Regions from separate parts of the Cyprinus carpio genome. Here region 1 is linked to region 2. Evidence: chromatin contacts called from public Hi-C data. All regions are on one chromosome and are shown on one strand. The core of a region is the stretch at or near the end of the contact, and the rest is flanking DNA. Distances in the headings are between cores, read along the strand shown.

Region 1 (6,497 bases), core at 2,595-5,094, 36 kb after region 2:
TAAAAAAGACATTCCAGTCATGATTTTGGTTTGTGATAATACTGCAATCACTGGGGCAATATGATGACAGGATTGCGACAACTCAGCATGTGACCTATCATTAGACAAGAGAGTCATTTGGTAATGTCTGTCTGCTATATTTTCATCACAGACCCATCTGTGGAGCAGTACAGAGATAGTAACTCACCGTGCTTTCCTATCCATCACTAGCTATGTTTACATGCACCCAAATAATCCATTTATTTTCAGATTGATGACTCAATTGGACTGAAATGCCTTCATGAAATGCCTTCAACTGATTCAATGGAGCTTGATCCGAATGAAAAATATACCTCAAAAATATCTTGCACACAATTGCAGTCCTGTGGTTTGTATGTTTACCTGCACTTTACATTATATGAAAGTGTGTATGTTTATTTACTGCTACAAACTGATCAGTGGATGACTGAATATGTACCAAATATTTGATAAAAAAAAAAAAAAAGTTCTTTTGAAATAAAGTCATCAAGGCAAAAACTATTAATATACTTGTGGTAGCTCTGCTGACATTATCACTTTGGATTTCTCTGTTTCTGAACATGGCAATACACTGAAAAAAATTTGGTATAGTCAGAAATTTCTAGTAAATTTTACAATTCATTACAAAGAAACTAAAGGGAATTAAAGAGTAAATTCACTCATTTTCAACCAGTATGGTTACATTGTTAGTATCAATCAGTCAATCGATCAATCAGTGCATTATGGGTGTTTAAGTTGTCCTACCTTTTTGCCACAGCCCTTTTCTCTGCTTTCTCTAGCCATGTAGCAGAGATGCATTTATACTGCATAGACAGCCAATTATTTTTTCTTCTTGTCAGCATTCATTTAAACCTTTAAATGTAAAATTTTGAAGTAGAAAAACTGTATTAGTATTTTCTTGTAAAATGTAATCCAAGGACCTTTGAAAAATCACTTTAACAGTGTACATTTGGGGTTAATATAAATAACTTTCAAAATCTGAAATCGAATTGTCTTTATTCCGATTGTCAAAATATTAGTGCATGTAAAATATACCTACTGTTACCACTGCAGGAAGGCATCTGTTTTCCAAGACAAGATTTATTAATTTGACTTTGCTTGATGGTCCTCCCACATAAGACATCATGTTCCCTTCATTAGGCTATTATCTCAATTAGCGTACACAGTACGTTCTTCACAGGGTGTTCCCTTTGAAGGACTATCTTTAGGTTGCTGTTTGTTCTGGAGATAAACACAATTCAATTTCCTTGTTCCTCTGGCAAAGACAGAGAAAATGACGAAGAGCGGCTTTCACTGGAGCTATTGTTGAAAATGTGCAAATGTGAGGTGGTTGGGGGAAGATGGAGGGGTGCGATTGGGGGGAACAGGTTGGGAAGAAGATGGAGTTGGTTAAGTTGGTTTGGGTGGGGTGCTTTATTCTCTGTGGTGTCCCCTGTAACCTGAACACCACCTCAGTTCTGCAGACCACACGCACCCTCCATAGTGTTCACACAATACGTGAGTGTCCTGCATGCTTACAAAGCCATCTTTGTCATGGCCCATTGAGTCAGGATTGCCTAAGACTCTGTCCTTCCCTATCCTTTTTATGCCCCAATGCAACAGTCACATTTCCCTGTCGCTGTCATGCTGTTGTGTCCTTTTCATTTGATGTTCTTGCTCCCAAGTTCCTCCCGTGTTTGTGGATCTAGCCTTTGTCTGCACTCATTCAACTGTCTGACATAATCCATAAAGCATGATTTATTAAGTTTTAAACTTTCAGTTTTAACAAATGTGACTGTATTCTCCTGTTCGTTGTCACAGGGCTGTATAAAGCATTCATCCTGTCATTTTGAGATACAAAACAACATTATTATATGCTCGCCTTTAATGTATATAGCATTTGGGGAATAACTGGTGAGTGAGGTCATGATTTGTATTTCCTTCTTTAGTGTGGGACCATGCCAGAAGCGTTAAGTCTCTCACTGAGAAACAATCAGCAAACTATTTGTGGTCAACCGAAACACAGCCCTTGGCCTGCTGGAGAAATTTCCACATGCACAAACACTATTGTGTAATGTGCACATACTGCAGCTTTGTAGACAGGCTCTCGTTTATTCCATAGAACATAAACAGCACTTATAAAGAGCTGCAGGTAATGAAATCTAATCTGTTATAATGGGTTGTTTCTTTTAAAATACTAATTTCTAAACATGATTATGGAATGCACATAATGGAACATTTTGTGCAAGTTAATTTTGATATTTTTAAACAACCTTTGATTTTTTTATATTATCACCCTGCTTTCTTTCTCTTTAAAAAAAAAGAAAAACATGAAGTACCTGAAATATTTTCAATATATTACTTTTTTACCCTCCAGTGTAACTTAATGGGATGTGTGTGTGTGTGTGTGAGAGAGAGAAAGAGAGTGAGAGAGAGAGAGAGAGAGAGAGTGAGAGAGAGAGAGAGAAGAGAGTGAGAGAGAAAGAGAGAGAAAGAGAGAGAGAGTTTGTGTGTGTGTGTGTGTGTGTGTGTGTGTGTGTGTGTGTGTGTGTGTGTGTGTGTGTGTGTGTGTGTGTGTGTGTGTGTGTGTGTGTGTGTGTGTGTTATCCCCTCCCATGGGAAAATTGCTAATCCTTTTGCTTAGAAAAATGATAACACATCTCTCCTCATAATTTGAAGTGTCTTTCATGTCTGTGGCATAAATGGTGAAGGATGATTTATGCTTTTCTTAGTGTTGGGGTTAGTTTTGATCCTTAAGCATGCGCAATAGTAATGCTTACTTAAGCATGCACAGCTAATAATTACACAAAAATTTGAAATAAAGAACATTTTATACCTGATCCAATTTAAATAATTAACTTTTCTGTTTTGTCATTTAGCTAACGTAAATTTAATGAAAATTATAATGTTGTTATTTAAGGTATTGATCTCAGACATTTATGTGTATACTACAATTAAGTCCAATTCTTTTTTTTTTTCAAAATCTCTCACAACAGGAAAAACAGACACTTTGGAGAAGGAGATAAGTAGAGATGCACCGATATATTGGCCAATAATCACTTTATATCGCTTTAATGAGCATCTGGCCAAAATTAATTAATGTTAATTTAGCTGTATGATTCTATTATCTTGAACTGTTCATTTGTGAAATGAACATTACTTGGACACATGTACTTTTTTTTTCTTTGTTTGTTTCTACAGATATGGACACAGAGACTTTAGCTCTTTTAGCTCACTCAAAACCCATAAGACTTTGGCTGATCTTTGAAACACAAATTAAGATATTTTTAATGAAAATCTGTGATATAATCATTTGGTTGAAAGTAAATTTTTAGCTTCAGTTGATTAAATATATAGTGTATACACTATAGATTATACCACAGGACTCTGCCGTCTCTGTTTAAAATTTTATGTCAATTACCCACTTGATATGTGGTGAGTCAGCATAATGCATGTGTATTTATGAGGGCTGGTGTGACATGGGATGTCTTAAGTTGGGAATGCCACCAGGTTTGTTGCTCATGGAAAATAGTATTGGAAGGTGTGTATTCAAGGCAATGTCCAGATGTTATTTTTAAGTAATTTATTTATTTATTTTGCATGTGCGTGTGAAAGGGCTAGTGGAGATGAATGTGTCCATATGTTCTTTTTGTTGCATATGTGCATTCCAAAGGTGCTTTTGATCTTGTGAATGTGAATACGTGTGTATTTATACTGTACCTCTGCAGAGCCTGCTGATTTCTCAACATCCTCTCAGGTCATGTGAAATGTGAGCAGAACAGAGCACAGGATGTACAGCTCTGGCCCTCAGCGTGCAGTCAGAGCACACACACTCCCTCACTCCCTCACTCACTCATTTACATGCTCGCTCACTCATTTTTGTTTCCACCATCCCTCCCACTCTCTCTTCGCCTCTGCCTGTGCCACTGCACTGCTACACATAACATAATGGGCCTATTATTGTGCCTTTTTGTTTAAGTGTGACTTCAGCACATTCAGGCCTGACACGGAGAGTGTTTGTGTTGGGACATCATGTTGAAATTGCATCTGTACACACCTGTATGAGGAAGAGAGTGACAAAGAAGGTATTTCCTGTTATGCAGTAACCGCTATACACAAAGGTCACCTACTCATTGGCCCAGCCACAAAATTAAGTTCATCTTGATATATTTTTTTTTAAATAACCTTTGAGTGATCTCTGTAATTTTATAATAAAGTTTTTAAGGAAACACAAAGAAACACCTGGAATATTTGTAGAATTTTTTTCTTGTTTTGTTTTATTTAAAAATATTTAATATAATTATTTAAAATATTTAAAGTGATTTAAAATAAATACTTGTCCTATAAATGCAGATCTGTATTTTAATTTGCATATACAATTATTTTATTAGTTTAGTTTCGTTCTTATGTCAGTTTGATCTAGTAATAAGTAATTAATTTTTGGTTAATATTGAATAAGTGAATAACTTAAGGACAGACAAAAATCAAAATCGTGTAGACTGTTTTTATGGTTCTTTAAATTCCACTTTATTGCTCAAAACCTTAGTCCCCATTCACTTTGCATTATGAACAATCTAGGAAACGTCTTCTTTTGCTTTCCATGTAAAAAAGAATATATATTTTTTATTAAATTTTTATTTAATGACATTTTATTATCACAAGACCATGTGTGCTAGTCAAAGCCCTGATGTAGCTGTTACTGCAGAGTAGAACATTAATCTCAGACCAGCGGAAACAAACTCATCGTGATTACAGGGTGATGATCCACTGAGTTCCGTAGATACACAATAACCTCCCTCCTTTACCCTAGAGAGACTCAACCCTCATCCACAGGAGCTTTTTTGCTTATAAGTGAGCTACTTCCTGACAGGAGCGGTTGGGCTTTAGCAGGATGCAGGATGTGGTGGGGGCCGTGGTGAGGGGTGTGTGTTCAATTGTTGTTGTTGTTGTTGTTGTTGTGTGTGTGTGTGTGTGTGTGTGTGTGTGTGTGTGTGTGTTATGTGTGTGTGTGTGTGTGTGTGTGTGTGTGTGTGTGTGTGTGTTATAAGAAGCAGCTCTGAGGCTTCTCTGTTCACATGGGAAGTCAGTGGGGAAAATGAGCATCCACAGTTCAACTCAATACTGACCCCTTCAAATGAATCACTCTCATTTCCCTCTCATTACAAAAGGCTTCAGCAGACCCTCAGGATCAGGGCTGTGTGCAGAGCAGACACTTTCTAGTGTTTTTTTTTTTTTTTAGACAAATCCCCAAGGCAGTTATATTTGTAAAAATGATTTTGAAGCACTTTATATGCTATAAAATATATAAAAGCCTTTAAATGTGTCCTGTTAATCTTGGTTTTGTCCTGTTAATCCTGAATTTGAATGGATTTTATAGTGGGCATGTGACCCACATCACCTACAACCTTTTGCATTAAATTATTTGATAATGAAAATATGCTAGGATTGACATTATCATGCGCTTGTTATCATGCATTTACTGCCATCTTGTGGTTAAAAAAGAAAACAGTGGTCTCTTTAAATGGCCTTGCATCCCTTCAGTAGCCTATGGACACGTATACAATATAGATTTTAATTTATTTTCTTGTCAAATTATTTGTTTATTTATTATTATTATTATTATTTAAATAACGTTTAAAGTAAAATTTGAAAAAAAAGTTTTTGCTGCTTAAATCTCAATGCAGTTGGAAAGTTATTGTTCTTAATCATTCTTTATTTCTTTAAGACCCTTGGTAGCATATCCTTTTAGGTTTAATATGGTATTTGACAATTTCACAAACTACTGATAAACACTTTGCATGACACAAACACACAGAAGCCATTAATGCTATTTAAAAGCATCAAATGTATCTAAACATTTCCATTGTCAATCCTTAACTCTTCTGTCCAATTTACCATGGATATTTATTTGATAATGATTACAAATATTTTAAATAAACTCGGACTTTTAAAGGCCAATATTCTGTCTTAGATTCCTGCGTTATGTAGTGATTAGTTAAATTTACATAATATTGAAGGCTTTATTCTGTTGTGTGCCACCTGAACGAGAAAAAAAAGCGTTATGGACCGGCGCTACATTCTTAGCTGCTCTCGTATCCTTCCGCCTCCACGTGAAGTTGGCTCCGTGTTGTAGGACTACATTTTTAAGAATTTTATGGTGAGAAAAAAACATTTTGATAAATGACTACAGTTTTAAGAGTCCCCATTTAAAGCAAGAAAACTAAAACATCGGTCGTAACCGACGACAAATAGCAAGAAAAGTGAGGAATGGAGGAATAGGCCTACATGTTATATTGTAAATAGCTAAATACGTCATCTTAATTGACCATAGAAAACTTGGGTTGTAATATTTCTGGATTGGATTTGTCGTATTGCTAGTATTTATTTTTTTATTATTTATTTAGTAAGAAGTAAGTATTATTTACCTGACTTATTGTGCTTTAATGACTGCAAAGTACATTGTTCTTTGAAATATAGGCTACATGTCCTTTTATAATTCG
Region 2 (6,079 bases), core at 3,340-5,839:
GTCTCTGTGCCCACTGCAAACCCCACTAACCCGCAGTTAAGAGGGGTCATTAGAACTGAGACCCAAGAGAATGTCCCCAGCCCCACCCATCCTCCAGTGGTTATCAACCCTGTGGATGACGATGATGAAGATGGTAAGCTTACATTTCTGTGATGTTTTAACTAGAACGGGATGTCCAATCCCATTCGTTGTTGGTTCCGACCCTTAATTCGTCCTTGATTAGCTGGTTCTGGTGTTTAATTAGAGTTGGAGCTTTGGTCTGCAGGTGGACCTTTAAGGGCAGAGTTTAGCATCCCTCTAGAAATACTAAATTCCTTTTATTTCAATATTTGCAGATCAATTCTCAGAGGAAGGAGATGAATCTCTTGGAGGATCACCCTGGAAAATGATCACAGGCAAAAGTAAAGACAGTTTCTATGTTCCGTACATATTTTCTTTTATTTATTGAGAGCTTCGTTAAATCATCATCTGTCATGCAGATGATTCGCTGAACTTTGGTATCCAGACACTAGAGGAGATCAGACTGAGGAAAGCACTCATGGCCAGTCTAAAGAAATCTGGTAAATGAACCCTCAGCACTATTTCTTTTGGGTAATCTGTGAAGTCATCTGAAGGATTGTTTTAATATTCCCTTCTTTCGTTTGTTTGCAGGGCAGTCCACCATGCAAAGCTCAGCCCAAAACAAAGGAACTGCTATTGAAAAGGAAAACATTCAATCTCTCTCACGTCTGGAAGTTAACAATGCCAGCATCGGTAAGCTGTCCATAAGGTTGAACTTTGGTTTTTGCAGTATTGAACCATTTAATAATTTAAAAACCCTTTTAAAATCGGTTGCAGATTCATCTGTTAATGACATTGGAAGAAGAAAAATTACAGACAGACTTGGGGAAAGAATTTTGAAAAGAGGTAAGTTTATGGAAACGGTTTGCTTCACATTGTGGGTGTACATTTATGTATCTGTGGTCCCTTTTTATAAAAACTGACAGATGATATTTAATTTAGATGCTTCTGTGGAGGAAGACCTACCATTGAAACGACGCCTTGCTGAACGTCTTGGTAGAGTTGTTGAATCTTCCACAGACGTGCTACCACAGAAAGGTGAGAGATTAGTTTGCTAATCACAGTGCCAGCTGTGGTTGTGTAGGTGTTTAAAATCTAATCTAAAATAATTTGTTACTAACTATTTTCAGCTCAGAAACCAGTGCGTGAAAGACTTGGATTGACTGGCGCGCCACCTAGCACTGACAGCGAGCCGAAATCATCTGGAGATATTCATATAAAAACTCTGGAGGAGATACGGCAAGAGAAGGCAGCCAGAAACCTCAACACGAGTAAAGTTGTGCCGGCAAAGGAGCTGAGCCCATCCAAAAAAAGTGTCAGACCCGCTGGCGGACTTCAGGTTAAGACCTTTTCTGAAATCCTGCACGAAAAGAAAAAAAATCAAGAGAAAAAAGGCCAGGAAGTGAATACAACAGCCAAAAGCCCAGAAAGGAATGAAGGACCTTCCACTACCGGAGCTGCAGTCAAGGCTCCTGTGACAGTTGGGGAGGTACGAGTAAAAACGCTGGAGGAGATACGCAGGGAAAAGACAGCCCGGATGCAGGCACAGCTTCAAGAGCCCACAGACGATAAAACCCAAACCTCCACTGAAGCTGAGGCAAGTGGGCCTCCAAAGAAGCGCATTCTACGCATTAATAAAAGCTCTCGTAAGTCAGACACATTCATGTTTTTCTAGTCTAAAAAATGGCCACATATGTGAAAAGAAGTGTGTTCACATAGCTGTCAATTCTTTCCAGCAACTGCATACACTGTGGGTCAGACGAAACCAGATGCGCCTGATAAGAAACTAGAACCTCCTGCAGAGGTAAGACACAAAACAACAGGCCTAAGAGAATATTATTGTTTCTGGATTAATTCATTATTGTTTGCACTGTTTAACTCGCAGACAAATGGAAAAGGCAAACCCTCCAGTGAGACTGTTAAAGTGAAAACATTTGAGGAGATCATGCGAGAGAAGAGACTCCGCAAGCTACAAGAGGAGCAAGTCACCTCCACCACCCAGAAGGATGCAGGACTGTCTGCACCTGCAGCCTCACCGCCAGCCTCTGAACCCTCTAGCCAGCCCCAAACCACAGTGAGACAGCGGATCGCCCTCAAACACAAGAGCTCTCCACTCCCTGCTGCTGTAGTGCCCCAGAAAAGCTCCCCAGAGCACTCTGGAGACAGGTCTCCATCGACAAACACACCAAAGCCCTCAAGCTCTCCTGTGATACCTATCCAGCTGGCTGAGGGAACTATTCAAACAGAGGCCAAGGGTATGAATTTAACATGAATTGATGGTGATGACAAAATGAAATTAATTATCAAATGCCAGTAATGTTTACAGCAGTACTAATAAAATATAATCTGAAATTCATGTATTTATAAACTAAAATGAACTCTCTTCCAAATGTTCTACTCAATTTGCTGTTTTTCTCTGCATTTCAGTGAAGCCCAAGGTGAATGTGAAGCCGTCAGTAGTGAAGCTGGCAGCCCAGCCCACCCAAAAGAGGAAAGCTGCAAAAACTCATTCTGCTGTTGCTGAAGTGAAACCTCTTAACACTGTCTGTCATACACCTTCCTCACTGGTTATTCCCAACAAGCGTCTTAAGGTGAGAGTTAATGTAGTTAATTATTTCTAAAGTAAATGTAATTTCTTTTTTTTTAGCCAAGTCTGGTGTCATTGTATTGTAAAAATACTCTTTCAGGTGGCGTCACCTGCCTCTCAAGATGTTCAGTCCGACACTCAGCGGGTGCCTTCCAACACAGAGGATATTCAAATGGTGCCTCTGAGCTGCGTTGAGCCAGCCAGTACTACATCACCTGAAATTGATGCGGTCCCCCAAAGGTATGGGAAATCTTCTTATGTATTTCAGACTTAATACTTATACTTTTAATACACACACACACACACAATTACTTTTTGGGATTTTTATTTTCTCTTCTGTTATGTTCCTTTGTAGCCCTGTGATCAAAACACCAAGCATGCAGCGCTCTCGGCGGTCCAGCACCACTTCTGGCCGTGCTCCTGCTGTTACCAGTTCATCAGTGGATGACTTTGAAGAACTGTTAGGTGAATTTACTGATGACCGGCTTGAGGATGACTTGGAATTGGATTCGGGCAAAGGAGAGGACGACCTTCTTTTAGAACTCTCAGAGATGATTGACAGTTAGACAAGAGCGACGTCATCCCTTTACTTTACAAAAACACTGCCACTTTGAATTTGAAAGGACTGTGACATCATTTAACCCACTGCATTTTAAATTAAGACTTATATTTTCAAACTCTAATAAATCTGTTTTAATGTTCCTTTTTACTTTTTTTTTTTTTTCTTGTTGATGTTAATATGATTTCTTTCTCAAATAGTTTTATTTTAGTTGACTTCTTAAAACTGTCAAAAAAAGGGAAAAATCTTATTTGGCTGTTGCAGGTATTAACAAGCCATTATAAGACAGCCTCAGGTATAATGATTGTGTTGGAAGTTGTGTTATAGCACTATCCCTCATTATGTGTTACAGAGACAGGAAGTTTTCAGTTGTGTACTGTGTATGCTGAAAAAATTATTTTTATTAGAGCGGCACATCAAGGCCACACCTTACTTAGTCTTCATTTTGAGTCATGTGTATTTATGATCCATTAAATGTTCTTTGGCCGTCATTATCAACATTGTTTGAAAAGGTCATTTCGCTCACCTTTGATTTAGTATCGACAAATTTTTTTTATGGTATTATGGTTTAACGTTCTGGCAGATAGCTGAAGGGCATGGTTTCCTTTTTCATTTCTTCATAATTTCTGTCACAAATTTCATGCTAAAAGAAATTCCCTTGAGGACCATCTACACCTTTTCAGCTTGAGAAATTAATATCACATAATTTTAGCAGGGAAGTTCCTTCTCAGACTTCTGAATGCATAAATATGAAGCAGTGCTCTCAGGGAAATACTTCAGCTTTGCTTACCTGTATCTTTTGTGTTTTCTTTGGAAATGTCCTGCACACCCATGTCTCCTCATCTTTGTTTTTACTCACCTTAACTCAGTGACATCATGCATTGAGGGTATGTAACGTGAGCGTTATTTGTGCTGCGACGCTGCCTGCACTTGAGTTGCACCTCTTCAAAATCATCTATGTAAATAAAAAGTCTTTATGAGAAAATACTAGTTTCAGTTTTTAACATGGTTAACCAAGCTTTGCTATGCATTGTAGTTTTAAATTTTTTTGTGTTTCAGACCGCATAATATATTTTAATGTTTTATTTTGTGTGTTTAAATATATTAACTTTTTTTCCCCAGGTTTATTTATTTCCACAATATGAGAACAGTACAAAAAGCCTTTGTATGCTTCACAATACTCCAAAATTTAGAAATACAAAAGTATAGTAATAGTCTGTATTAATACTTTATTTTACCTTGGTTTTGGTTTGGTTGGTTTGTCATTGGAAGCCTCGAAATGTATAATTATGTATTTCTTCAATTTTTAGAAAAAGAGAAGCGCTATTAAACCCCAAGCCAGCAGGTGGCAGTAAACATGTAACACCTGCATCACTGACATCCTGACCGAAAAAAAAAACAGGAAAAAGACAACTGCGTATTATCGCGACTGAAAACTGCTACACAAACGCTCGTCTTCTGCTGTTGTCATTCTTCCACACAAATAGACAACCATAAACCGAGGATTAAGGCTTTTATAAGCCTTGGAGTTCTCCTCAAGTTCTGATTCAATAGCTGGGATGCATAATTTCCCTCTAAATTTTAGCTTGTTTAATGGCAGGTATTGGAAATTTCACAGTAAAAAGGAAGAGATATATATTAGACATAGAAGTGCAATAAGCAACCGGAGAAGATTATTCACGCGGTCGTAAGAATCTGCAAGGGAGGCTTATTTATTTATATTTTTATTTTTACATTTGAAGATAATAGAGAGCCGTTTGTTGTCGAAATTGATAGATTTTTAAAGGGGCTTCTGTAGGAGACATCGAGGTTAGTGGTTATTCGGTTATAACCCAGTATTGGCTAGTTGTTTATTATTGATAATTTTCTGTTTGTGCCGTTTATTCTCCAAACTAACGCGCTATAAACATTGTTTTGGTTTGGTGTAACGGCAGAATAACTGGCCGATGGTTGTTTATCAAAGAGACTGACATCTAGGGCCGGTAAAGAGTCATTGCAGTTCTGTCAATAAATATATAATATAGTTGAATAAACCATGAAGCTCCTGGAAAACTCAAGTTTTGAGGCCATAAACAGTCTGCTCACAATTGAAACAGGAGACTGTAAGATAATTGGACGGTAAGTGCTCAGTGCTTGTTTTCATAAGATAAAATTAAGACATTCATATCTGAACACTATCAGATCACATAAAGAGGAAAGAACGTGTTATTCACACTGTTCTGGTGTTATGTGCAGTGTTTTTGTTTGTTTTTCTCAATGTGACTACTGACACTGTTGTGATGTTTCTGTAGTATTGAGAGCTACTCCTGTAAGATGGCCGGTGATGACAAACAAATGTTTAAGCAGTTTTGTCAGGAAGGGCAGCCGCACGTGCTGGAGGCTCTGTCTCCTCCGCAGAGCTCAGGAATCAGCCCCAACAAGTAAGTCAAAGACACTGTCATCAACCCCCTTACATAAACACAGCACAAATATCTTCCAGCAGGTCATTGCACATTCACTGAAATATGTTTTATTTTCAGACTGAGTCAGAGTTTGGATGATGGGGAGGGTCCACTTTCTGACAAGTGCAGCAGAAAGACGCTCTTTTACCTGATTGCCACTCTCAATGAATCCTTCCGGCCGGACTACGACTTCAGTCGCACCAGAGGCCACGATTTCAGCAAGGAGCCCAGTGTTAACTGGGTAATTTTGACATATAATGGTTACAATTTCTGAAACAACATATGCACTAATTTAACACAATGTTAACTAGCAATTGACGGTAAAAATGTAAATAAATTATACTTATTCTTATTATTAATAATAAGAATTTCTGGGACCCAGATGATAAGTGGTTTGGAGAATAGATATATAAATAAAATATACATATATAT

Evidence for each region. Hi-C and Micro-C count contacts between places; a contact is called where the count stands out from the background.
Region 1: a contact with region 2 is called in a Hi-C map of red blood cells, with 2.4 times the contacts expected there. The contact joins the enhancer-like site here to the promoter of LOC109110011 in region 2. A contact is called at or near these places in 8 of 8 Hi-C or Micro-C datasets (liver, red blood cells and skeletal muscle).

The regions. Positions count from the first base shown.
Region 1 is chrA11:13,821,582-13,828,078 of ASM1834038v1, forward strand. No RefSeq gene overlaps it. Among protein-coding and RNA genes, the nearest start is that of LOC122146604, 6.4 kb to the right of the region's middle. Within about 2 kb of position 3,845, at least 1 of the 8 cell types and tissues checked has an H3K27ac peak or open chromatin away from gene starts, as enhancers often do.
Region 2 is chrA11:13,784,460-13,790,538 of ASM1834038v1, forward strand. LOC109110011 (repressor of RNA polymerase III transcription MAF1 homolog) reads left to right here and starts at 4,590. Exons shown (of 7, transcript XM_042766353.1): 1 at 4,590-5,324; 2 at 5,498-5,626; 3 at 5,726-5,888. The coding sequence starts at 5,242. It overlaps LOC109110014 (zinc finger CCCH domain-containing protein 11A-like), which reads left to right. Exons shown (of 17, transcript XM_042766351.1): 6 at 1-133; 7 at 336-401; 8 at 480-560; 9 at 652-753; 10 at 838-906; 11 at 1,003-1,098; 12 at 1,191-1,706; 13 at 1,797-1,864; 14 at 1,946-2,315; 15 at 2,488-2,651; 16 at 2,748-2,887; 17 at 3,003-4,191. The coding sequence ends at 3,213.